Linked DNA regions of Mus musculus: all the other regions are linked to region 6. Evidence: chromatin contacts called from public HiChIP or PLAC-seq and promoter capture Hi-C data. All regions are on one chromosome and are shown on one strand. The core of a region is the stretch at or near the end of the contact, and the rest is flanking DNA. Distances in the headings are between cores, read along the strand shown.

The links. Promoter capture Hi-C pulls out the DNA fragments that hold promoters and counts their contacts. HiChIP or PLAC-seq counts read pairs in DNA pulled down with a chosen protein or histone mark.
Region 1: an H3K4me3 HiChIP or PLAC-seq map of embryonic basal ganglia shows a contact between it and region 6, with 3 times the contacts expected there. The contact joins the enhancer-like site here to the promoter of Mtres1 in region 6. A contact is called at or near these places in 7 of 39 promoter capture datasets (the 3T3-L1 cell line, cranial neural crest, embryonic stem cells and 3 more), 1 of 15 datasets of contacts at CTCF or cohesin (the NIH/3T3 cell line), 5 of 484 Hi-C or Micro-C datasets (the N1E-115 cell line, cranial neural crest, myocytes and 2 more), 12 of 115 datasets of contacts at active chromatin or transcription factors (the NIH/3T3 cell line, craniofacial prominence, embryonic basal ganglia and 9 more) and 1 of 9 other capture datasets (embryonic stem cells).
Region 2: a FOXA1 HiChIP or PLAC-seq map of pancreatic cancer cells shows a contact between it and region 6. The contact joins the enhancer-like site here to the promoter of Mtres1 in region 6. A contact is called at or near these places in 6 of 39 promoter capture datasets (the 3T3-L1 cell line, the C10 cell line, cranial neural crest and 3 more), 2 of 15 datasets of contacts at CTCF or cohesin (the NIH/3T3 cell line and pro-B cells), 2 of 484 Hi-C or Micro-C datasets (LSK cells and bone marrow-derived macrophages) and 6 of 115 datasets of contacts at active chromatin or transcription factors (the NIH/3T3 cell line, bone marrow-derived macrophages, embryonic limb bud and 3 more).
Region 3: a RAD21 HiChIP or PLAC-seq map of pro-B cells shows a contact between it and region 6, with 2.9 times the contacts expected there. The contact joins the enhancer-like site here to the promoter of Mtres1 in region 6. A contact is called at or near these places in 8 of 39 promoter capture datasets (the 3T3-L1 cell line, the C10 cell line, cranial neural crest and 4 more), 1 of 15 datasets of contacts at CTCF or cohesin (pro-B cells), 3 of 484 Hi-C or Micro-C datasets (the Ba/F3 cell line, the N1E-115 cell line and nephron progenitors) and 7 of 115 datasets of contacts at active chromatin or transcription factors (the 230-238 cell line, embryonic forebrain, embryonic hindbrain and 3 more).
Region 4: a contact with region 6 is called in a promoter capture Hi-C map of pre-B cells, with 11 times the contacts expected there. The contact joins the enhancer-like site here to the promoter of Mtres1 in region 6. A contact is called at or near these places in 14 of 39 promoter capture datasets (the 3T3-L1 cell line, the C10 cell line, the HPC-7 cell line and 10 more), 3 of 15 datasets of contacts at CTCF or cohesin (the NIH/3T3 cell line, large pre-B cells and pro-B cells), 4 of 484 Hi-C or Micro-C datasets (B cells, the CH12 cell line, bone marrow-derived macrophages and 1 more), 9 of 115 datasets of contacts at active chromatin or transcription factors (the 230-238 cell line, the NIH/3T3 cell line, acute myeloid leukemia and 6 more) and 1 of 9 other capture datasets (macrophages).
Region 5: a contact with region 6 is called in a FOXA1 HiChIP or PLAC-seq map of pancreatic cancer cells. The contact joins the enhancer-like site here to the promoter of Mtres1 in region 6. A contact is called at or near these places in 1 of 39 promoter capture datasets (neutrophils), 1 of 484 Hi-C or Micro-C datasets (bone marrow-derived macrophages) and 4 of 115 datasets of contacts at active chromatin or transcription factors (bone marrow-derived macrophages, large pre-B cells, pancreatic cancer cells and 1 more).
Region 7: a contact with region 6 is called in a promoter capture Hi-C map of pre-B cells, with 7 times the contacts expected there. The contact joins the promoter of Crybg1 here to the promoter of Mtres1 in region 6. A contact is called at or near these places in 10 of 39 promoter capture datasets (the C10 cell line, cranial neural crest, embryonic stem cells and 6 more), 2 of 15 datasets of contacts at CTCF or cohesin (large pre-B cells and pro-B cells) and 7 of 115 datasets of contacts at active chromatin or transcription factors (astrocytes, bone marrow-derived macrophages, embryonic forebrain and 4 more).

What each region holds. Positions count from the first base shown.
Region 1 is chr10:42,971,601-42,974,606 of GRCm38.p6, forward strand. Gm5079 (predicted gene 5079) reads right to left here. Exons shown (of 3, transcript NR_153349.1): 3 at 1-958. Among named protein-coding and RNA genes, the nearest start is that of Gm5079, 18 kb to the right of the region's middle. Within about 2 kb of position 1,386, at least 94 of the 459 cell types and tissues checked have an H3K27ac peak or open chromatin away from gene starts, as enhancers often do. A contact at or near this core is called in craniofacial prominence, embryonic basal ganglia and embryonic limb bud, where this site is marked.
Region 2 is chr10:44,175,313-44,178,432 of GRCm38.p6, forward strand. It overlaps the pseudogene Speer5-ps1. Among named protein-coding and RNA genes, the nearest start is that of Crybg1, 28 kb to the left of the region's middle. Within about 2 kb of position 1,424, at least 26 of the 459 cell types and tissues checked have an H3K27ac peak or open chromatin away from gene starts, as enhancers often do. A contact at or near this core is called in fetal liver and pancreatic cancer cells, where this site is marked.
Region 3 is chr10:43,001,377-43,004,241 of GRCm38.p6, forward strand. It overlaps Sobp (sine oculis binding protein), which reads right to left. Exons shown (of 7, transcript NM_175407.3): 7 at 1,124-2,865. Among named protein-coding and RNA genes, the nearest start is that of Gm5079, 12 kb to the left of the region's middle. Within about 2 kb of position 1,550, at least 42 of the 459 cell types and tissues checked have an H3K27ac peak or open chromatin away from gene starts, as enhancers often do. A contact at or near this core is called in pro-B cells, where this site is marked.
Region 4 is chr10:44,068,343-44,071,484 of GRCm38.p6, forward strand. All of the region lies in intron 1 of Crybg1 (crystallin beta-gamma domain containing 1), which reads right to left. Among named protein-coding and RNA genes, the nearest start is that of Crybg1, 79 kb to the right of the region's middle. Within about 2 kb of position 1,674, at least 122 of the 459 cell types and tissues checked have an H3K27ac peak or open chromatin away from gene starts, as enhancers often do. A contact at or near this core is called in B cells, the CH12 cell line, the HPC-7 cell line and 6 more, where this site is marked.
Region 5 is chr10:44,110,575-44,113,806 of GRCm38.p6, forward strand. The region is part of intron 1 of Crybg1 (crystallin beta-gamma domain containing 1); the gene reads right to left. Among named protein-coding and RNA genes, the nearest start is that of Crybg1, 37 kb to the right of the region's middle. Within about 2 kb of position 1,572, at least 47 of the 459 cell types and tissues checked have an H3K27ac peak or open chromatin away from gene starts, as enhancers often do. A contact at or near this core is called in pancreatic cancer cells, where this site is marked.
Region 6 is chr10:43,539,428-43,542,296 of GRCm38.p6, forward strand. It overlaps Mtres1 (mitochondrial transcription rescue factor 1), which reads right to left and starts at 1,591. Exons shown (of 4, transcript NM_026411.2): 1 at 1,513-1,591.
Region 7 is chr10:44,147,255-44,150,324 of GRCm38.p6, forward strand. It overlaps Crybg1 (crystallin beta-gamma domain containing 1), which reads right to left and starts at 1,574. Exons shown (of 22, transcript NM_001368305.1): 1 at 1,339-1,574. The coding sequence starts at 1,505.

The DNA.
Region 1 (3,006 bases), core at 136-2,635, 570 kb before region 6:
CTTAGCAGTAAAGCAGGCTTCCTGTGACTAGACTTCCATAGTCCAGAGTGGGAGAGCCCACCCCAGCTTTGTGGGGTGGAGGCGCTTATGACAAAGTTGAGGGCACAATGAGGACCTGCTTTAGGGGCTCTCTCAGATGTCAATCTAAGCAGCAAAATATTGAGAGTCAATTGGGGTGGGTTTTCGTGGGCAGGTCAGCAGAAAGAATCTCCGTGAAAGGGTTGTTGCTTGGTTCTGGGAATTGAGTGCACTGTCACATACACAACGAGCGACGCGAGACATCAAACCTTCTGATCACTAAGAGCGCTTAGTACTTCCATTTATTTGAGTACTCAGCAAACTCACACATTTCCCCACTCCACCTTCCAGTTAGGAAAACAAACAAACAAACAAAAACCATGTTTTAAATGGAATTGCTTTTCTCCTTGAACTCCTCGTTGAGGTTGATTGGATATCTATCTCCGAACCGCTCCTAACTTATGGCTAACCTATTAGCAGATGCAATAAAATACATGGGAAGATGAAGGCTATTTAAGTGAGAAATATTTCTCTGAGCTCTCTGGGGACTGGAGGAAGGGAAATGTGGATCTAACAGCCGTCCTATTGCTAGTTTTAGATTAACAGGTTTGGCAACAATGTTTTGTTAGCAGCAGTTAATCAGTGAAACCCATTACTTACGAAGGTTATCACTCCCAGCACAAACTGCAAATTGCAGTTTCCTTCTCTCCAGGCTGAAGCTAACATTCTTAAAAATTTGCATCTCCAAGTAGTATCTCATTAGCAGAAGCAGGGTAAACAGAAGCGCACTAGAAACCAGGTTGAGGTTTGTAGTTCAGTCTTGTTAGCCACTGTTTTTTGGTGTTGGTGAGAATTGTGTGTCAGAGAGAGCTAGGAAATGGTGTCTTCTTCTATCACCAGTTGCAGAAGGCACTGTCGAGTCCAAGTATTAATCCATAGACTTATTTAAAAAAAAAAAAAAAAAAGGCCCGGTCAGTTCAAACTCTAAGTGGACGTGCTCATAGATTTGAGAGGAGGCTTTTTAGTGACCCTGGAGAGCCACTCTCTTCTCAAAGCCACCTCCATTAAGCCCCATACCTCTCCCTTGTCCATGACTTCCTCGCCCTCCTACCCGCCCCCGCCCCACATCTGTTGACTCAGCTGATTGGGAAAATCCATGGCTTCATATTTCCAACGGCCCCTGCCTGTGTTTCTAACATATTTATCCAATCCCTCTCCCGATGGGGCCTGGGGGGTGTCCGGAGAATCCAGAGAACCTCAGAGCAGAATCCGGCAGCACTAACCGCCTACCTAGGGGGCTCCATTGCTCCAAGTGGAGGCTGTAGCATACAGTCCACAAGAAACGCTCTGGCGCCCCTGGAGGTGAGCACTGGGGAAGCCGTTTCCTTGATGGGAAGAGCTAGGGAGAGAGATCTGCGAGGCCTGAGCCTTGGAGATGTTCCGTCCCAGCCTCACCTCTGGAAGGGTTGTGGCTCAACACACACCTGCATTCACTGCCCAGAGCCCCAGCTCAGCAATGACAGCTCAGCCGCAGTTCAGCGTTTTTTTGTTTTTGTTTTTTTGGGTTTTGTTTTTTGTTTTCCTTTTTGGCTCAAACAGCTCCAGAGGGAATAAATTTGAGTTTTTTTTTCTTCCATTGTGTGTGCGTTGTGTATATATTTAGGGCCTTTGACTCTCATTCCTGTTGCGGGTTCTGTTCCCCAGCCCATCCCCTGTGGCCCTCCCAAGTATCCCCCACCCTCTATCCCCTCGCTTAAACTCCCCAGCATCCTCCCACCCCACCCCAGGAGGATTCTGTTCTCAGGTACAACTACCCTTTCTACACTTCCAGTGAAACACTCTTCCCCTTTTGCTTGTACCTCCGTATCCTTCCTCCACTTGGCTCTCGAAACACTTGGGGGCGGGGGGGGGGGGGGAGGTGTTTTATTTCCTTCTTTTGGCCCCTCCGCTCTCACCCAGAGTGAGAACATCTTGTGTCTTACAGCCTTACATTTCCCACCAGGAAACATTTCCAAGGGCCTCGGTGACTTGTGAAAATTCCTTCCAAACCTGTCTCTTGGAAACAGGATGGCAGATGAAAGATTTCTTCATTAAAATTAGACACTTTAAAGAGGCATCGGGTAAAAAGCTCTGGAAACCCAGTCTGCCTCTAGCTAAGGAGAAGGCTGCTAGGAGGCCTGAGCTTCAAAAGGAGGTGGGGATTCAGGACAAGACGGTTTGTGCCTACTGGGCTGGGCTGTTGACTTACAGTCAACTCTTCTCTCCACAGTTGCTGCTTAGAGCCCCTCTGGTAAGGTGTCTGGGAGTCCTACTGACCTGCTGTTATAATAGAACAGGATATGATTTATGGCTGAGAGGCTGGTCAAGCTCCAGATGAGGTTTCAAGCAATGATTTCTCATCTGGGCATCTAATGTTTGATTATACAGCTGGGCGGTGTCCCTTGTAAGGCTGCTTTACTGCCGAGAGCCAGTCCCAAGCTGGGGGGCAAAAAGGACCAGCAGAGTTCACCTGGAGCCTGGAGGAAACGCCTGGGCAAAGCCTTAGGAAACGTGGGACCTGGAAAGCAGCAGCTGTCTGATTCTGGCTGAGTGTGGAAGGAGGAGGCAGCAGAGCAGGGTTTCCTGGGGAGCAGATTGGCCTTGGGGGGCTTCAGGCACAGCAGACTCCACAAAAAACCCCCCTTTGAGCAGCTGAAGGACAGCAGGCAGGTGATTAAAATGAAGTCGGGGTGGTGCCAGCCTGTGGATAGAAAGATTCGGCTCTCTTCAGCTGAAGATCTGTCCCTTGACCAGAGGCCTCAGTTCTTAGATCCTGAGAACTTCAGGCTCTGCTCCCCTTGACTACCAGGTGACACTGTTCCTGGATGGCAAACCAGGCTGCACTCTTAGCCACCTCTGCCCTGTCACACACGGCTTGAGTTCCTTCAAGAATGGGTCTAAGAGAGGGAGTGACCATTCTGTTACAGGAGACCCCTAATGTTAGCAATC
Region 2 (3,120 bases), core at 174-2,673, 640 kb after region 6:
AACCCATTTCCCACCCCAGTCTTTTGAGGTGATAATTCTGAAGAGATCTGATCAATTCAGGTGGGTATGACCATACACTGAGGTTGTCATCCCAACATTCTTAGTTTAGGATTGATAGACACTAGAGCTGTGTACAGCTTAGCGGTACATTCCAAGAGCTTTTTGGTCGTTTGCGATGGGGGCTCTGGAGTAGTCTGGAGCTTTTTGTCCTGCCTTCAGCTCCTGAGTTCTGCAATAGAGTTTTATCTCAAGGTCAAGAAAATGTTAGGTGAGAAATAAAGGTTGATAATAAATGACTATAAAGAAGGTTCTGGGGGGCGAGGGCATTAACTCAACTGATAGAGTGCTTGTCTAGCATACAAAAGGCACCCGGTTCAACCTGAGTTCGAGCCCCAATACCACATAAACAAGGCATGTGCCTGCAATCCCAGAACACCAGAGGTGGAGACAGGACAATTCAGAGTCCACACTTATCCTTATCCGTATACTACATTCAAGGCCAGGAAGAATGGCGAGCTAATGATAGTCCAAGTGAAGGTACTTTTGGCTTTGGACCCAGTGTGTCTATGTCCCCCCAGTCATACTATTCCCCCATAGCCAAAATCAACATGTCTCTGGGACTGTTAATGCTCATGCAACTTCTTCAGAAAACGTCCGCCCTCAGCAGCACAGAAAGATATAGAAAGATACAGAAACTACCTTCCATTCAAGTTTGCTGTGAACCAAAAACTACTCTTGAAAATAAAACCTGTTAAATCTTTAAAAAGCACCTGTGCATGTCGATGTATGCCTGTAATACCAGCATAGCGTATGTGAATGTGTGTGTGTGTGTGTGTGTGTGTGTGTGTGTGTGTGTGTGTGTCTGCGCGTGCGTGCATGCATGTGTGTGTCAGAGGAGAGTATTTAGGATTCATTTCACTCCTTCCACAGTGAGTTCTAGAGATCAAACTTAGGTCACCAGGCTTGTGTGGCAAGATATTTTACTTGCTGAGTCATCTTGCCAATTCCGTTTCTTTTTTTAAAAAAGTGTGTGTGTGTGTGTGTGTGTGTATGTGTGTGTGTGTGTGTGTGTGTGTGTGTGTGTGTTTCAAGAGGTAGGCAGTGATCAAGAGTGGGAGGAAACCAGAAGCTTGTGGATAGGAGATCTGTGGTTGAGTTTGTCTGGTGCCTGTGTTTTAGGGCCACATCTCAAACCAATGAGAATTTGTTGTTGGAGCATCTATTCTGGAATGTCTGGTGACTTGATTTTGTGCAGGTCTTTTGTAGTAAGTATTTATGAGGGTTTCTATCCTGTTTTAGATCATTCAGTTCCCAGATAAAAGACACAAAACCTTCATATGTATGATAAGCCTTGGGCAGCATTAGAGCTGGGTGGAGATCAACCCTCTAAGCTACTTTGCCCCCTTCCCTGTCAGTGACCCTGAGATATGACTTACCATGTTTGCCTGGGCCACCCTTACTCTGACTGGCCAGCCTTCATAACCAGTTCTCATGACTCCTCACCTCATGACCACTTCTCCTCTCTCCACCCTCTCTTTCTTCTCTCTCATGGTCCTACCTTCAACCCCAAACTCAGGAACCAAGACTCCACCTACCTCTCCTCTGCCCAGCTTAGGCATCATTATTTTAAAATTAAGTTTAATAGCATCACTTGGTGTGTAGGAGGATTTCCTTGTCCCTGGGGGCAACCAATCCTTGGGCACTAGTATTTAACATGGCAATACATAGCAACAGACCAAACCTTAACACAGGTCTTGTTCAGATAACACTAGCTGCTATGTTCACACATGCAAAGGCCATATCATTTCCAGAAGACAAATTTCACAGTGTTCCTCCTCATTCTCCAGCTCTCTCTCTCTCTCTCTCTCTCTCTCTCTCTCTCTCTCTCTCTCCCTCCCCCTTCTCCCTCTTTTTCTTTCTTTCTTTTCTTTGATCTGAGTCCAGGAGCTCAGACTCAGGTTGTTAAGCTTGGTGCCTTAAGACCCATTGGAGCATCTTCCAGCTCAGGAAGGAAACGGGTCTGAGAAAAATCAGAATTAGTACTAACAAGTTTTAGAAGGACTTTTTAATCTCTTTTCCCAGATTTATATTGTATATTTATATTACTGACCCAGGGCCAGTAGCTGAGGGTGAGCATGTGTGGAAGCCTTTGTTGTGCCACCTCCTGTGCTGGGATTACAGGTCTACACCACCACACCCAGTTATGGATTTGAATAAATTCTGTGTGAGAGCCTGTTTACAGCCTTTCTCACACTAACCAGATGTTTCCTCCTGGACAAGTCATCAAGGGTTGAAGGGGAGACTCTGACACCTAGTGGCTACAATGTATTACTACAAGGACTTCTTTTGGAAATTTTAAGAATGTCCTTTTAAAAAGTCACTTGACACTTGTCATTCTAAGTGGACCAAGGAACTCCACACGAAGCCAGAGACACTGAAACTAATAGAGAAGAAAATGGGTAAGAGCCTCAAAGATATGGGCACAGAGGAAAAATTCCTGAAGAGAACAGCAATGGCCTGTGCTGTAACATCAAGAATCGACAAATGTGACCTCATAAAATTGCAAAGTTTCTCTAAGGCAAAAGACACTGTCAATATGACAAAATGGCAACCAACAGATTGGGGAAAGATCTTTACCAATCTTAAATCCGATAGGAGGCTACTATCCAATATATATCAAGAACTCAAGAAGTTGGTTTTCAGAAAACTAACCCTATTAAAAATGGGGTACAGAGCTAAACAAAGAATTCTCAACTGAGGTATACCAAATGGCTGAGAAGCACCTTAAAAATGATCAACATTCTTAGTCATCAGGGAAATGCAAATCAAAACAACCCTGAGATTCCACCTCATTCACACCAGTCAAAATGGCTAAGATCAAAACTCAGGTGACAGCAGAATCTGGCAAGGATGTGGAGAAAGAGGAACACTCCTCCATTGCTGGTGGGATTGAAAGCTGGTGCAATCACTCTGGAAATCAGTTTGGCGATTCCTCAGATAATTGGACATAGTTCTACCAGAAGATCCAGAAATACCACTCCTGGGCATATACCCAGATGATGCTCCAACTTGTAATAAGGACACATGCTCCACTATGTTCATAGCAGCCTTATTTATAAT
Region 3 (2,865 bases), core at 300-2,799, 540 kb before region 6:
GGTTTTGATGGTTCAAGAGAGGGATACATTCAGAGAACACCAGGATCAGGAGGGAGGGAGGAGAAGGAGACAGTGGTTGGTGAGATGGCTCAAACCCTTTTCCTGAGGGCACAAAGGTACCTTTTGTTTCCAGGAGGGTCCAACTGTTTGCTGGATGACATACAAAAATCTTGGATGACAGACAAAAGCCAGATCAATATCCTGGATGCCTGTCTGTATAGCCAAGTCTAGATGAATACCGCTATCAGGGACTTTGACCCAGACAGCCACGGAAGGTGCCCTGGGTCTGGCATGTTTATGTCCTCACTAGGCCTGCCACTAGGAACTTTACACAGAGCCACTTCCATAAATGTAATCTTCACCTGGAAGCCTGCAAGAGTTCCCCATGTTCCAGAAGAGAAAGAAACCAGGCTTCTGGACTCCACAAGCCGACTGCTTGGAGGATCCATTCATGGTTCTATTATTTTAATGATCATTTGTCTTTTTTTGACATGCCAAATCAGCTAGTCGTGGGATCGTGGACAGCGCTGTTTGCTTTGCTAAGTTGGAGGTTTTGCTTTGTTTTCACACATAGAACCTGAGGATTCGACTTGATTTACCTTGGTTAGAACCACAGTTGATGCACGTTTTTACCTTTGGAGTCTTCTAGTGTTTTCAGATGAACCGGGTCCATCTGAGCAAAGCTGCAGCCAAAGTCCCAGTGGGCCCTGGGGCAAGAGGGGCGAGGTGGGGTCAAGTGGGCGGGGGGGGGGGGAGCGGAGTGTGTGTGGAGAGAGATGGTGATTGGAGCGAGTGGGACTCAAGGCAAGTACTTACTTACAAGGCAGCTACTTGACTCTCAGAATTGAGATCTAAAGTCTCCGCTGACAAGGTCAGCAGTGTCTGCAGGCCCCAGAACTCCCTTTGTGCACAATGTCTCGGGTCACAGTTGGGGTAGCTGGCCCAGAAATCTCAGTGTGGGACATGTGAACCCAGTACCTCATCACCTTTGAAAGCTTACATCATCTTAAAAAGTGTCTCCAGGGACTGAGGGGAAAGGAATCAGCACTTTCTATAACAAGGCAAATAACAACAAAGATCTTAAGAATGAGAAAAGCCAAATAAGCACGTGTAAGTGCGCAGCTGATGTTTCTCAGAGATTTATTTGTCTGACAATTCCGACGCAGCAGGAAAAGGAGTTCCCAGAGGGGCGGCTGCTTCCTGCAGGGCGTGGCTTGGTGGTGGGTTGTAGGCTGGTTTAGTTTGTTGTTGGAAGTTTTTTTTTTTGTTTTGTTTTTTGTTTTTTTGTTTTTTTTCGTTCCCTTTTATAAATCTCTCCCTGGGCGTATGAGCAACCCCTCCCTCCCGCCTCCCTTCCCCCTGCCCCCCAATTTCATGTTTAAAAAGCGAGCTTGCTCGCCAGGTGTGTCCCCCCAAGCTCCCACGGCTCTAATAAATAAGAAGCGCCTGTAAAACAGTAGCTTGACTCGACTGTACAAAGGCGTAGATAGAAATACAGTCTGTACACGCGGACCGCGGCCCCAGTGCAGCCGTAAAGCCCCTCCTGCCCTCCCGCCGCGTCTGTCACCCTCCTGCTGAGGCTCTGTGGCCTGGAGGGGCGGGGCACCTGGACCCCTCCAGAGGGAACAATTGCTTTTATTTGAGTTAGTAAACAGATACACTGAATCACAAGGTGATTTGACTTGGTTTTTTTTTTTTTAAGTTTTCTTCTTTTTTTGGATTTTTTTGTTTGTTTGTTTGTTTTCTTTTCTTTTTTCCGTACTCATCAGACTGGGGCACTGTACGACTGTCTCAGCGACTCAGTGCCAGTACACATGTTCTAGAGGACTTCTGGACTCGCAGCTACAACTGTACAAGTGCACACAAGTAAATCTACCCTGTTATCCTCCACCCACTGATTGAGGATCGAATTGCACATTTCTCTTAACCATGACAGGAGAAAGCAAACAGTGAAACAGAATCCGGGGTGATCTTTCTCACTTTCTCTCTTGTTTGCATCGGCTTGTCCATACCATTCTAATTATCATGAAAGGACTCTGCGCAGAGAGAGATTGTCTCGCTGACTTCCTGGACCACAGAAAACCATCAGGGTTGAAATTTCATCCAGTCTTTCCTGACGCCCAGCAAATATTCCCCCTCAGATTATATTACACCTTGAGGGCATTTTGGTCTTCAGTTCAACACTCTTGCTCTGTTCCCAAATGGGGCGCTGTTTAGGGGCATGTCAAGAGAAAGCTGAGAAGAATAAACATTTACCGAGTTCTCTTGGCATTCGGTCTCCGTAAAACCACAGTATAAACTATCCATGCTGCTTCCTGCATCTGGCAGATTGAAAATTAAAAGCCATAAAAGTGTAACACTGAAAATATGGCATCAAAAAGGATAAAGGTGGCCTTTGTAAAAAATAACATGAAAAGTATATTAGCCGATAAAATATTCTACCTCTTCATTTAAAAGTGCATCGTGGGCTGGGCAGAGATGAATCGGAAGCATTGAGAACTCCAGCACCATCCCGTCTCTCCCCACCAAAACGTGAACAGTTCCGTTCCTAACCCATAAAAGCAAATCACAATTCTTATCGTAGCAGCAAACCACAGCAGTTCTTAAAAAGATTTATATATATATATAAAAGGTTCTTATTTTCCAGTCCCTGTCATCCTCCGGCCTCATCCATAGAGCCTTGAAGATGGGGCGAGGATACCTACATTGGTCCTTGTGGCGGGTTGGTGTTTTGTTTTGCTATTTGTTGTTGTTTTTAAACCAGCGAAATCCCTAAGTTCTTCTGGGGAGACTCTAGATGAAGTGGGCAGGAATGGTGGGCCCGGGCTTGATGGGTCCAAGACCTGCTGGCTTCTCCGGCCTTGA
Region 4 (3,142 bases), core at 424-2,923, 530 kb after region 6:
CTACTGTCCTTAATACTGATCTTTGGAGTAAAATATATATATTTATTTATTGGAGATTGAAGAGATGAAAATGTTCTCGTGTGCCCCCTATGAGAGTGAAGGCAGGTGTCCAAGAACTGAGCTGTCTCTTCTATTGCACCATCCATGTTAAATGGTCCAAAGATGGCAAAGCTGTTTGTTCTTTCTACATATTTTGCTTGTGAGCCAATCCTTGCCTGTTTATAGTACAGGATCCTTTCCCCTCTAAGTAACCCAAAATCTAGCTCAGAGAAACCAATAAAAAAAAATGTTTATTAACATATAAACTAAGAAGAGCTCCTGAGCTTAATCAGTGAACTCAACTGCTTCTAGATTCTGTGGCTTCTCCAGTTCCAGACATCACAGAAATGCCAGGCTATCTTCTTGTGCATCTTCCTCAGAAATGAGGAAATATCCCAAAAGCCATTTCTTGTCACATGTCATTACACGACAAACCAGTTCCTGGACCTGCTCCTTTGAGCCTGGAGCCTGAAGGACACTGTGTCCATTCAGAGAACAGACATCTGACAAACCTAGGATTCTATTAGGAAAGAATGAGTGGGGAGAGGCAAAAACGGATGCTCTCTACCTGCTGCCCGGCTTTCTCGTGAAACAAGCTCCCCACACTTACTGTAACACTGATACAGGTAGAGTCAGGCCATGTTTATGACTGAATCTGAGGCATCGAAGTAGAAACCCATGTGATTTAGGCCTCACAGTAGGCTGAACCCAGGATGCCTGTCTGCTTGCTCCTTTCACTCATGGTATACACTAGTAAGGCTTAGCATGGACCCAAGGGTTGATTCTGTTTGGTAAGCCTGTACTCGTGATCTCCCGGACTCAAGATACACACCGTCCTGAGGCAGGTCTCTTATCAGTGGCCAGAGGAGGAGAGAGCTATCGTTTGCAGTCCCAGGGAAGGGCCTGGCCTAGTGCTCTTCTGAAACAGGAAGTGCTGTCTGAGGCACACTCATTACTTCAGACCTGCCTCTGAGGGAGGAGGAGATACCAGTGACTTCCCTTTCCTCATGACCCAGATCCAAACAGCAGCCACGCACCTGGCCACTCCAATCATCATCTCACACGCTGCTCCAGGACTTAGGTGAGCGGGAATGAAAGGCCAGGAGATGTGTGGGCCCAGAGGTCATCATGAGGCAGGCTTAGCTGCAGGGCAGCCTTTCACACACCTCAGATGCTCCTATCACCTGTAAGGACTCCTCACTTCCTCTAGATGCCTCAGCCACAGTAAAGTTATTGTACAAGTGTTTATCCTAAAACACAGTGCCTTCAATCCCAGCACCCAGGAGTCAGAGGCAGAGGCAGGAGAATTTCTGTGAGTTCCAGGTCAGCTTGGTCTAAATAATGAGTTCCAGGATAGCTACAAAGTGAGACCCTGTCAAAACGAAAACCAAACAAACACAACACAACACAACACAAAACAAACCCACAACCCCAAGACTGTAGGGTAATGGCCTAAAATACAACCTACAAGATGGTTTCTTTCTACTACATAGAAAGAAAACACTGGGAGTCATGCAGAAGCTTTATAGATTCTGGGAATCTTATCACTGTCATCTATCTAGCCATGCCAGATATCAACATGCATAAAAAGGAACAAACCCACACCCCCACCTCTGGAGGTCTGTGAGGCCTAGGGCTATAACACACTCAGTTCTGAAGAACAGTTGCATAAGGACTAGACACTTAAAATCTCCCTAGCCTAAAAGCCAACCTTGATAAATGTTTGCAACAGCAAAAGCCAATTGGAAAGTTGGGTACTTTTTCATGCCTAATGAAGTAAATTTTAGTTTCACTCCTAACAATTAGGCTAGAGGAACCATAAGAAAGGCTAAATGTTGCCAGGCAGTGGTGGCACACGCCCTTAATCCCAGCACTTGGGAGGCAGGGGTAGGCAGATTTCTGAGTTCGAGGCCAGCCTGGTCTACAGAGTGAGTTCCAGTACAGCAGGGCAATACAGTGAAACCCTGTCTCGAAAAACCCAAAATAAATAAATACATAAATAAATAGGCTACAATAGAGCAAGGGAGGATTTGTGAGAGAGTTTGGAGGGAAGAAAAGAATGGGGGAAATAATATAATTATATTGTAATCTAAAATAAAAGCTATTAAAAAAAATAAAACAGTCATTACTGGACAACAATCGTTTTGGTTAATAAAACAAAATTAAATCCTCTAAAACTGCCATCTTGCAATGGAGTCTTAACAGAACCTGTTTATTAATTTGATAATTATAATAATTTCTAAATTTTTTTCTTTCTTCTCATGAGACAGAGTCTCACTGTGAAGCATTGGCTGGTCCGGAACTCACTATGGAGACCAGGCTGGCCTTGAACTCCTAACACTCCATCTGGTTCTGTGTGCTTCATCATACTGGGCTTAATTAAAGTCTTTCCTGTTTCCCTTTTAAGGGGCAGATATTACTCTGCCTTAGTCAATATTTGTTAAGTGCTTGCATTTACTCAGGGTCATGGCTAAGAGTGGGAAACAGCTGTCAGCTCCTTTCACTTTATCCTTCCTGTTTTCCTTCATTTGAGTTTCTTTTGCAAAACCAGAGAGACCATCTCCCTGCAATTGATTTTGTTAAAAATAATGGTAAGGTTGTATCCTTGCTAGTGAATCCTCTTATGTTAGAGAGCCACATACCTTTTCTCAGAAAAATCCCTGAAGCTTACGTAAAACAGTGTTGGGCTCTTTAAAAAAGAAAACAGCCCAGTACAGATAGGTAAGGGGTGGGAATCCTCAGCCTGTGGCCCACACTTCTGCTGTCCTCCTAGCTCCTGGAGCAGACAGATGTGCACTGCTTTGTGTTATAGTGGGTAGGGATTAATGCAGAGCTCAAAGTGCCCGAGTAAGTGCCTGGGACTGGTTATAGAAGTGGCTCAGCTAGGCTCACAACCAACACAGCTGCATTGACTGACGGGGCGTATAAACTGATGCTGTACTGCCCTCTGCCGTCTGAACAAGTATTATTAGTGAGTTCTCCTAACCTTATAGTTATTGAAAAGGAAGTTACCTAAAGGTACCTCTGTGTGCATCAAGGCATTTCCCAGTTAGAGCCTGAAACAGTATATAATACAGCCACTCTTATGAACAAGACACTGGTT
Region 5 (3,232 bases), core at 322-2,821, 570 kb after region 6:
GTTTCTATGGCAACCAAACCCCAACCCAGGCCACATCCATATCAGACCAACCTTCCCACACAACAGTAGGCCACCAGGTGGGGGCAAAGTCCTGGGTAAGGTTCTTGGCACTGTAATTTTGAATCCCAATAATAATGACTGTGTTATTTGCTCATGTTAAAAAAAAATCAATATTTAGTGAACATTTTGTTACAGCCCTCAGAGCTAACTCCCTCTGCAAGCTCACCAGCTTCAGGTAGGACACAAGTTTGCAATGGATTTTACTGCCTTATTCTAGCAGGCAGAAATGTTTTCCTGGTTTGTACACTACTCATTAACCACACTTATCAACAATCTTTTTTACTTCGTTCTTAAGATTAAAATCAGTCTCTTGGAACTTACTATTTTTATGATGAATGCCCTTCCTTTATTTTCATTCCCACAGTTGCAAACACAATATTTTGTAACAGAGGTTGGCTGTTCATGCACAACTGCACCTTTAAGAAACACTGGGCAGGAGATTGCTGAAGAGGCAATTTGTACACCAGAATTTTCATTCTTAGCGCTCAGGCGGTGGAGCGCTGTTAGCAACAGATCAGTTGCAGCTCTAGCACAGGAAAGCCAACATACGGGGGTGCGCAATCACCCCGTAACCCCAAGTCCTTTTTCATTGTGTGTACAAAATGGAATAACACAGTGGGAAGAGCAGCAGGCTGGCGATAAGGAGGGCTGGAATCTGGCCCTTACCAGTCTCCCTTGGCTTCTCACCTTGCAAGGAGCCACCTCCCTGCTTCAGTTTCCAGATATATAAAATAGAGATTACATCAACAAAGCCGCCAAGCCCCGACTTGTCAAAGGTGCTGATTAGAGAGGCTGAAGATGGAATCTTGCAAACCTGGGCCTGAGTCCTCTTCTGATAGGGCTCCCACGTGCCCTTCAGCAAGCTGACTGTGCTTTCCGCACTCGACATCCCATCGTACATTATCTTGGTCAAGTCCTTAGAATCCCCACAGATCTCTGTTTCCCACCTGTTGTTCGGCTTGTAGTATAAGAACAAGGCTTGTAGGGCCTTGCACAGGCCAGACATGTGCTCTCTAAGTGAGCTACACCCATAGCTTTTGTATATTGGCTTTAAGCCATCCATCCAATGTAGCATTTATATACTTTTTTAAAGGGAGGCCTTTATTTTACATATATGAACATTTTGCTTACATATATGTTATGTGCACTGTGTGCATACAGTGCCTGTGGAGGCCAGAAGAAGGCATTAGCTCTCCTGGAACTGGAATTACAGATGGTTGTTAGCCACCTGTGGGTGTTGGGAATTGGACCCAAGTTCTCTGGAAGTGTACACATAACCACTAAGGATCCAGCCTACTCTTTAAATTCTATATGTGTGATGGCGAAGAGATAACAGCACAGAATCAATAGAAAAGCAATAGTGGGTTCTTTTCTCTCTTAGAAAGTCAGAAAGAAAAGCACACGCTGAATGCTAATTTATATAATCACAACCTGCAAGCTGAGATTCCTTGTAATCCCACTGCAAACACAGCTACAGTGTCTGACCTAGTGACTCACACCAGGCTCTCCTATACACAAAACTACCGTAGTGCTGACCAAAAGGTTTTCCCTGGGTGAAGAAACGTTGACAGGAAGTAGTGAGGTGAGTCATTGGATTTCTTCAGTCATTTTGAAATGCCTCTACCGACTCTGGCTGGCAGTAACCTGGGCGCTTTCGATTGAATATGAATCGATGGTCTCTTCTACCATGCACAATAAATTGTTCCTCTAGGGGAAATTCTTCCCAGGGAAGATTTCACGATAAGTTGAAGTACCGTTCCTAAGTGTAAAAGCCAGTAAAAGCATGCTTCATCTAGTCTTCAGTTACTCGCTTGGCCGGTCTTTTGGAGGTGTGTACGATGTGAAGCCAGGCATGAGGGTTAGCTGGCAGCCTTCTTAAAGCTGTTTGTGTTCTGGGTCTCACAGGAGTTGTGTTAGATGGATGCCAAAGGTCTGAAAAAATATGGTTGACTTTGCTTAGAGCAAACCAACAAGAGTTCATAGATGTAACACTGAACTGGTAATAACTGAGAAGTGGAAGAAGAAAAAGGAAAAAATACAAGGTCGAGACAGGTGTGGGTCAGTGGGAGAGCACGGGAGAGCACCTGCTTCCAATGTTCAAAGCCCTACGTTCAGTCCCCAGCACCATCATACCAACAAGGTGGCTTAGGGGAAAAGGTCACCCAGCAGAAGTCACTGAAATTCAATTATATTGAACTATAGCAGTTCTAATGGATACACACACACCCTGTATCTTTTGTTATCAGTGCTTGAAGTAGCTTTGGAATTCACTGGGTGTTCAGTTTGTTGGATTGTTCAAATGCCTGCCATGTCTGGGGCCTGAAAACCTTCAAAAGTGAGCAAGGCAAGCGTCTAGCCTCTATCATGACTTCACAGCTCCCCGAAGGAAGAAACCTGAAAAAGAAGTGTGTGTCATACTCAGACTCAGTGCTTCCTGGCAAGCTAAGCTAAGCCCAGATCACACACTTCAGGGAGACATCGGTATCGCAAAGGTCTCCCTGACAGATGCAGCAGCTCAAATTCCCACATGAGGACAGCAAAGGGTTAGGACTGGACTCCCTGGAATCCGGCGGGGTGTGGGTGACTATTATACTTAATCTCGGCTAATCCTTCGTTAGAAATGTTTCTAATGCAGAGATCACTGCCCGGTGACCCACCCACTGCTCTCAGGGTGGCAGACTTGGCAGTAGCCTTCCACTGACCCCGAACCATCTCAGAAAGGCACAATGTGCCCACTGTGGAACAGTGTTCCCTGATGCCACCCTCTCCTTTATCAGAGATGAGAGGGATAAGACTCAGGCTTACTGAACAAACACTGGACTGGATCAGGTGCATTAGAAATGCCCAACCCTCACAGCCTTTGGTATTTTCTTTGATGTTTGCATCATTCGAATCAGATTCCACAAGAGTGATTCTCAACTCTCTTTACATGTATACCTGTGCTTCTTGTAAAAAGAAAACCATTTCAATTATGCAGGAAGGAGCAATTCTGGAGAATTCTCACAGCACGGTGACTATAATTAATGCTATTGAACTGTGGCCTGACCTGGTAGCACCCACCTGTCATCTTAGCACTGTAGAGGTGAATGCAGGAAGGTCAGGAGATCTAGGCCAGCTCTGGCTATAAAGCACGTTCAAGGCCAAGCTCGTATTCAAGAAAAACAGACAAACT
Region 6 (2,869 bases), core at 341-2,840:
GATTTAGAGCTGGGGTGATTATAAAGGATAGAGATTTTTTTTTACTCATGCCTCTAGAGTCTGGGAAATTCAAGTCAACTGCCTCTAACCCTCTTCTCCCCTTAAACAAACTCCCCTTCCCTTCTGCCCTTTAGAAGCTGCCATTTGGTGAAAGGACTTCTTGCTGCATCACAAGGTGGAAGATAAGGATGGTGTAAGCATGCCAGAGAGAGCTTGTTTTCATAACAAAGCCACGTACTCCCTTAATACCCACTAATACCGACTGTCCATTCTTCAGAAAGAACCTTCATGGCCCTGCTCTTCCTAAAGGTACTGCACCAAATTCCTAACACATGAAACTAGGGGGACACATTCTGGACAAACTAGGGACCTTTGTTCCAGACAGGCCTAGAACACTCTCACTTAGGTATCTGCAAGGAAACTCACCTTCAAGTCTAGACTCAAACACATCCCCTCAGCGGGGCCTACCCATTCCATTCCAACTATTCCAACGCAACTCCACCTTGCCAATCGGTCCCCTTTACCACACTTACCCCACCCCCAGAGCTAATCACAGGCTGCTGTGTAATTTACCAGATGCTGTCTGCATGTGCATACACTCCACAAGACTAGACTTCTTCTTCATCCCTGTTTTATTTATCTCACGTGCACAGAAATAGTGCCTGGTAATTAAAAACTTGCAGAAGCTAGGAACGCTGTTGCAAGCCTATAATTCAAGCATCTGGGAAAGAGGCAGGAGCTCACGTGTTCAAGGACATCGTTCACTATAAAAGTAAGAAGCCAGTCACAACGAGGCCGCCTTAAAAAAGTCTTATAGACCTAAGTCTGGAGGTCACCCAGACGGCACGAGAGATACAGAGAGTTTTAGTAGGAAAGTAACCCGGCAGGAGTCCATATGAAAAAATCTCCTTGACGGCAGTTTGCATTAGAGATGACTAGGAAAGAAAGCCCGTAAGGTTCGTTTCGGGTGAGATTTCTATAAAGCTATAGACTCTATAACGAAGGCTAAGACTGGCAGAAGAGCAGTGTTTAGGATACACAGGCAAAGCTGTCCTTGACCTGCACTACGCTGGGAGTGGATCCACGTTCCTTAGCGTGTCACCGCTCTGTAAGACCCGGGCCTGGCCTCCAGTTGGTTGGGTCTACAGCTACGAAACCCTTCCCTTCTGCGGACGTCGGAAGCGGACTTCTACACAAGATCGAGTTCCCCTGGAGCCCTCCCATCCCGAACCTTCCCCAGGTCCCCCAAGGTCAAAGGAAACTGGACACTCCCACGCCGCCCAGCCCCGAGTCAGTGTGTCTGCAGCTTGCTGCACCCAAGTCCGGGGACGCACAGCCTGGGCCAGCTTAATTCCCACGGTCCCGGGGTTCGAGAGGCGTCCCTAGGCAACCCCAACTCTGCGGAACGGGAAGGGTTCGCAGACACGGCCGGAGCGCCGCAGGGCAGAAGCCAGCCGAGGGCGAAGCGCCCGGCGAGGGGCTGAGCCGGCGGGCCAGTAGGGGCGCACTCACCTGCGCAGTCCGCTGGTCCCTCCCCGGACCGCGCCGACCGCAGGCGGGAGCCACCTCCGCACCTGCCCCGCCTCTTCCGCCCCAGCCTACGCAGAGAGTGGACCCCTAGGCGCATCTGAGCACGGTGGTGGCCTCACAGCGTCCCCTGCTGGACGCGGCGCCTTGGAGGACCACGCTGTTGAGGTCGGGGTGTGGGGAAGTGAGGTGGGGGGGGGGGGGGGGGGGAGAGGGGACGTGGGAGGCCCATCCCAGGCCCGCTGAGCTTGGCAGCCAGTTCCAGAAGAATTTGGTTTGGAAGCAAAAGTTCTTTCTCTCGAATAGCCAAAGCCCTGAACTTCTTAGTGAGTTATAGATGTTGTCTCCAGAAAACTGTCTTAACATCACAGAATATAAGAGTTTACTTCTAACCCGTCCGTGTGTAGGTGTATCGCTGTAATCCCAACACTGGAGAGACCGAGGTAGGAAGAATGGGGGTTCAAGGTTTTCCTTGGGTACATGACTAGGAAGTTCGAGGCCAGGCTGAGCTACAAAGAAATAAATATAAATGGGAATAAATAAAATACCTCACATTGGGTGTGATCCTATCATTGGGGGAGTGGAGGCAGAAAGATCAAGTAAGTCACTTGACCTGTCTTTGGCTACATAACAAGCTTGAGACCAGCTTGGGTTACATGAAACCCTGTCTCAATATATCAACCCCTGACCCCCCACCCCCCAAAAAAAACTAAGTCACACCGTTTTCGTTCAGTTTTCTTGCCATGCCAGAAGTGATTGGACAGGGGTTAGAGTCTAGGAAAACACGGTTTAGTGGAACCAGTGAAAACAAACCTTGGGAGTCAGATGGAATATAGCCCAGACACTAGAGTACAGTCAGTTTCACAAAAGTTGTTTTTTTGTTTTGTTTTGTTTTGTTTGTTTGTTTTTAAAACGTAAATACTTTTACGTGTATGAGTGTCTTTGCCTGCATGTACCATGTGCCTCTATGCTGAAGGAGGCCAGAAGAGGGCATTGCATCTCCTGGGACTGGAGTTACAGATGGTTGCTAACCACCATGCAGATGCTGGGAATGGAATCTGGCTCATCTGGAAGAGCAGCCAGTGCCCTTCCCTCTGGAGCCCAGGTTTAGATATGTTTGCGTTAACGTTTGTTGGGATATATGCTGTATTAAACGAGAAGTAGCCTTCCTGATTTTCTTCTTTTTCAGACGTTTCCCTTCCAAGTCTGTGAGCTCTGTTCCCCGCCTTTTCATTGATGCTCCTTTCTCCTAAGTTGGCACAATAGTTTCTTGATTGTGTTTGTATAAGAGGAATGCACAACTACAAATTGTTTCAAATGCTGAAATGATACATCTACACGG
Region 7 (3,070 bases), core at 324-2,823, 610 kb after region 6:
ATGCGCACGTGCACACACACACACACACACACAGACAGACACACACACACACCATTAAAAGTAAATACTAAATTTAAAAATAGAGAGAAAATACTAGTGAAAAATACTGTATCTGTATTGTCTATACAACTATTTTTCCTTGACATTATTTCCTAAGTAAGATATTTCACCACCACGTATACAGCACTTATAGCATATTCGGTATTAAGAATGTTCTAGAGATGATGAGGGATGGGGAAGGAAGCTGTGATGGCAACACAGCCTGAATTCCCAGTGCCCGGAAGGCTGTGGAATGAGGGTGAAGGTTCCGTTGGGTCTGGGCTAAACCTGGGACTCTAAGTGATAATGAAAACAACAACAATAAAGTCTGTGCTAGGACCTGGGCGCAGTGGAAGCTGCACTGATCATCTGGCCGTCTGCTTTGAACTTCTAGAACTTCCTCCCAGGTGGAGTGAAATGCTTGTAAAGATGCCCAGACTAGAAAAATATCCCAAGGGCTGGCAAGTACATTTGTTTCCAGAGCTTTTGTTAACACAGAGTTCCTCGGAGTTCTGAAGGACAGAATGAAGTGTTTCCTGATGGCCTAAAACACAGAAAGGTTCGAGAAGGAAAATCTACTTGTCACTTTGGTATCAGTTTGTTTTCTCTTGAATAAAATACCAAGAGTCGTGTGTTATTACATTTTGATAGACAGGAAACTAACCATCAATTCTGATAGGATAACTGAAAGTTACACATGCACAATAAAACCAACACACACACACACACACACACACACACAATCTATGTATAATTTAAAACAGGAGCCAAGTTTTTTTCCTTTTGGTGTTGAGACGTGAACCTTGGGACTGTCACAAGCTGGGCCAGCACCCTGTCACTAAGGTACAGTCGCAATCCTTATATTTTAAGAACGAGGTACTCCCTGGTTTGGCTACTCACTGAGTCTCTGGGGGACATTTACCCCAAGGCCACCTTTTCTCTATCCATTTAATAGAGTCAGCTAGCCCCTCTACTTCCTCCTCCTCTGGATCTGTGAGAATAGTGGAGACTAATATCCATGAACATGAGGTACTTTACGATTAAGGCGCTAAAATTAGAGTATTTCCAGAGCTCCAAGGCATTCCTAAAGGCATTCATTTTTGATTCCAACCCTTGGCTGCCCTGCTTTTCTCAGCTGCAGGTGCAGACTTAAGAAAGTCAAAACTAAGGTCCCATGAATGAGACTCTAGAGTACAGGCTGAGGGTCCTGGACCCTGTGGTATAGTTTCGGGGCGGGACGAACTTTGCAAAACCGGCTGAGCCACGGAGCAGGAGGGGATCGGAACACTCAGCGCTTACCTGGTCTCCCCGAAAGCCCCGGGCGGGTGAGGGATAAACACCCCACAGCTGGACGATGGAGACTGCTTCTTCTTGGAGCGCCAGATATGGAAGGTGGGGTGTTTCTTGGGGGCCTTGGACGGGCTGGCCTCCCTGGGGTCGCCCTGCGATGGTGGCGACAACGGCATCTCCTCTTGTGCCTCTTCTGCGGGCTCAGACTCAGTCCTCCCCGGGGCCCAGCGGTGCTGGAAGAACTCACCTGGGCGCTCGCTTGCCTGCCCTATCACGCTCGGCGCCGGACCCCGCCCCCTTGCCCCTGCGAGGGACAGTGGAGGGTTAAAGGACAGCGACTAAGCAAGGCTGGGAGGCGGGAGCTGGCTGGGTCGCTCCACAGTGCCCCCGCGCGGCCAGGTGCAGAGGTCTCGGGAGCCTCGGGTACCACAATCCCGCCCCTCGCCCCCGGATGCGGCGCAGCGCCGCCCCCTACCGGACATGTCGGGAACTGCCCCCCCCCAACCGGAGCCTGGTCCGGTTTCTGTAATAGCAGGGGTGCAGCTGCAGTGGGTCACCCACTGGAGTTCCTTGGCAGCTCTTGGCAATCCGGCTGGCTGGGTGAGTGGCTGCTTAGCCAACCCCATCTGGAGAAGGATGGGAGAGGCACGTCCCCTGTCCAGGCCGCCCAGCAATTAGGACTCCTTCACTCTGGGTGGTTTGGGCAATCACGTGCTGGGCGGTTTGTGATGCTGTTTGTAAGCACGGGAGTGCCAACTTCTCCACTCTCCTCAAGAGTCTGAAGAATTAGTTTGGATTCGCATCCCGTAAAGCATCAAGGGATTAAAAACCACACGGAGAAGGACATTAGCGAAGCTTTGCAGTTCTGAAAGGGCTCAATATACGCCTCACAGTGAATTGAACGTCAGACCCATAAGGTATGCGTCACATCTTTTACTGCTAGTAACTTTCTTTACTTAAGCAGCACTAATATGCAAAGGCAGTGGTATTAAGCGAAGGAAGTTCAGTAACAATCCTTTGGACATCATTAACATACGAAGAGGCTTAAGACCACTGCTCTAAAACGGAATGCCACCACGCTGCAAAGCCTTCTTCTTCGCTTCTTTGCAGATGCAGCTCATGATTTCAATCCTTCACTTACTCATCCAGAGAACATGCATTATTATTCCATTATTTTCTTTACGTTTGTTACAAGATATAGACTACATTGTGGTTAAAGCATACAAATCATGGTGGGCCCAGGAACACATGCCTGTTATTCCAGCACTTGAGAGGCAGAGGCAGACAGATCTCTGTAAGTTTCAGGCCACCCTGGTGGTCTACAGAGTGAGTTCCTGGACAGCCAGAGCTACACAGAGAAACCTTGTCTCAATAAACCAAAACCAAAACAAACCAAAAAACATAACAAAAATGAAACAAAACAACAACAAAAGGAAAGAAAATACCTCCACTCGGTATTAGTGTGTGAAAATTATTTATATTCTTGCTTCTGGCCATTAAAAAATGTGTACTCCTATTGCATGGTATGACTATCCCATAGTCAACTGTGGGTGGACATATAGATTGTTTTCATGTTGGAGTTATTATAAGTAAAGCTGGTGTGGTCCTCAGACATAAGCATTCATTTCTATTGGAGACACACACAGGGGTTCAAACTCAGTAAGAGGATGTGCATATATGCTCAGCACTGGTGAATCCTGCAGGGACAAGGTAACAAATGGTTTTGTAGCATTTTCATGTT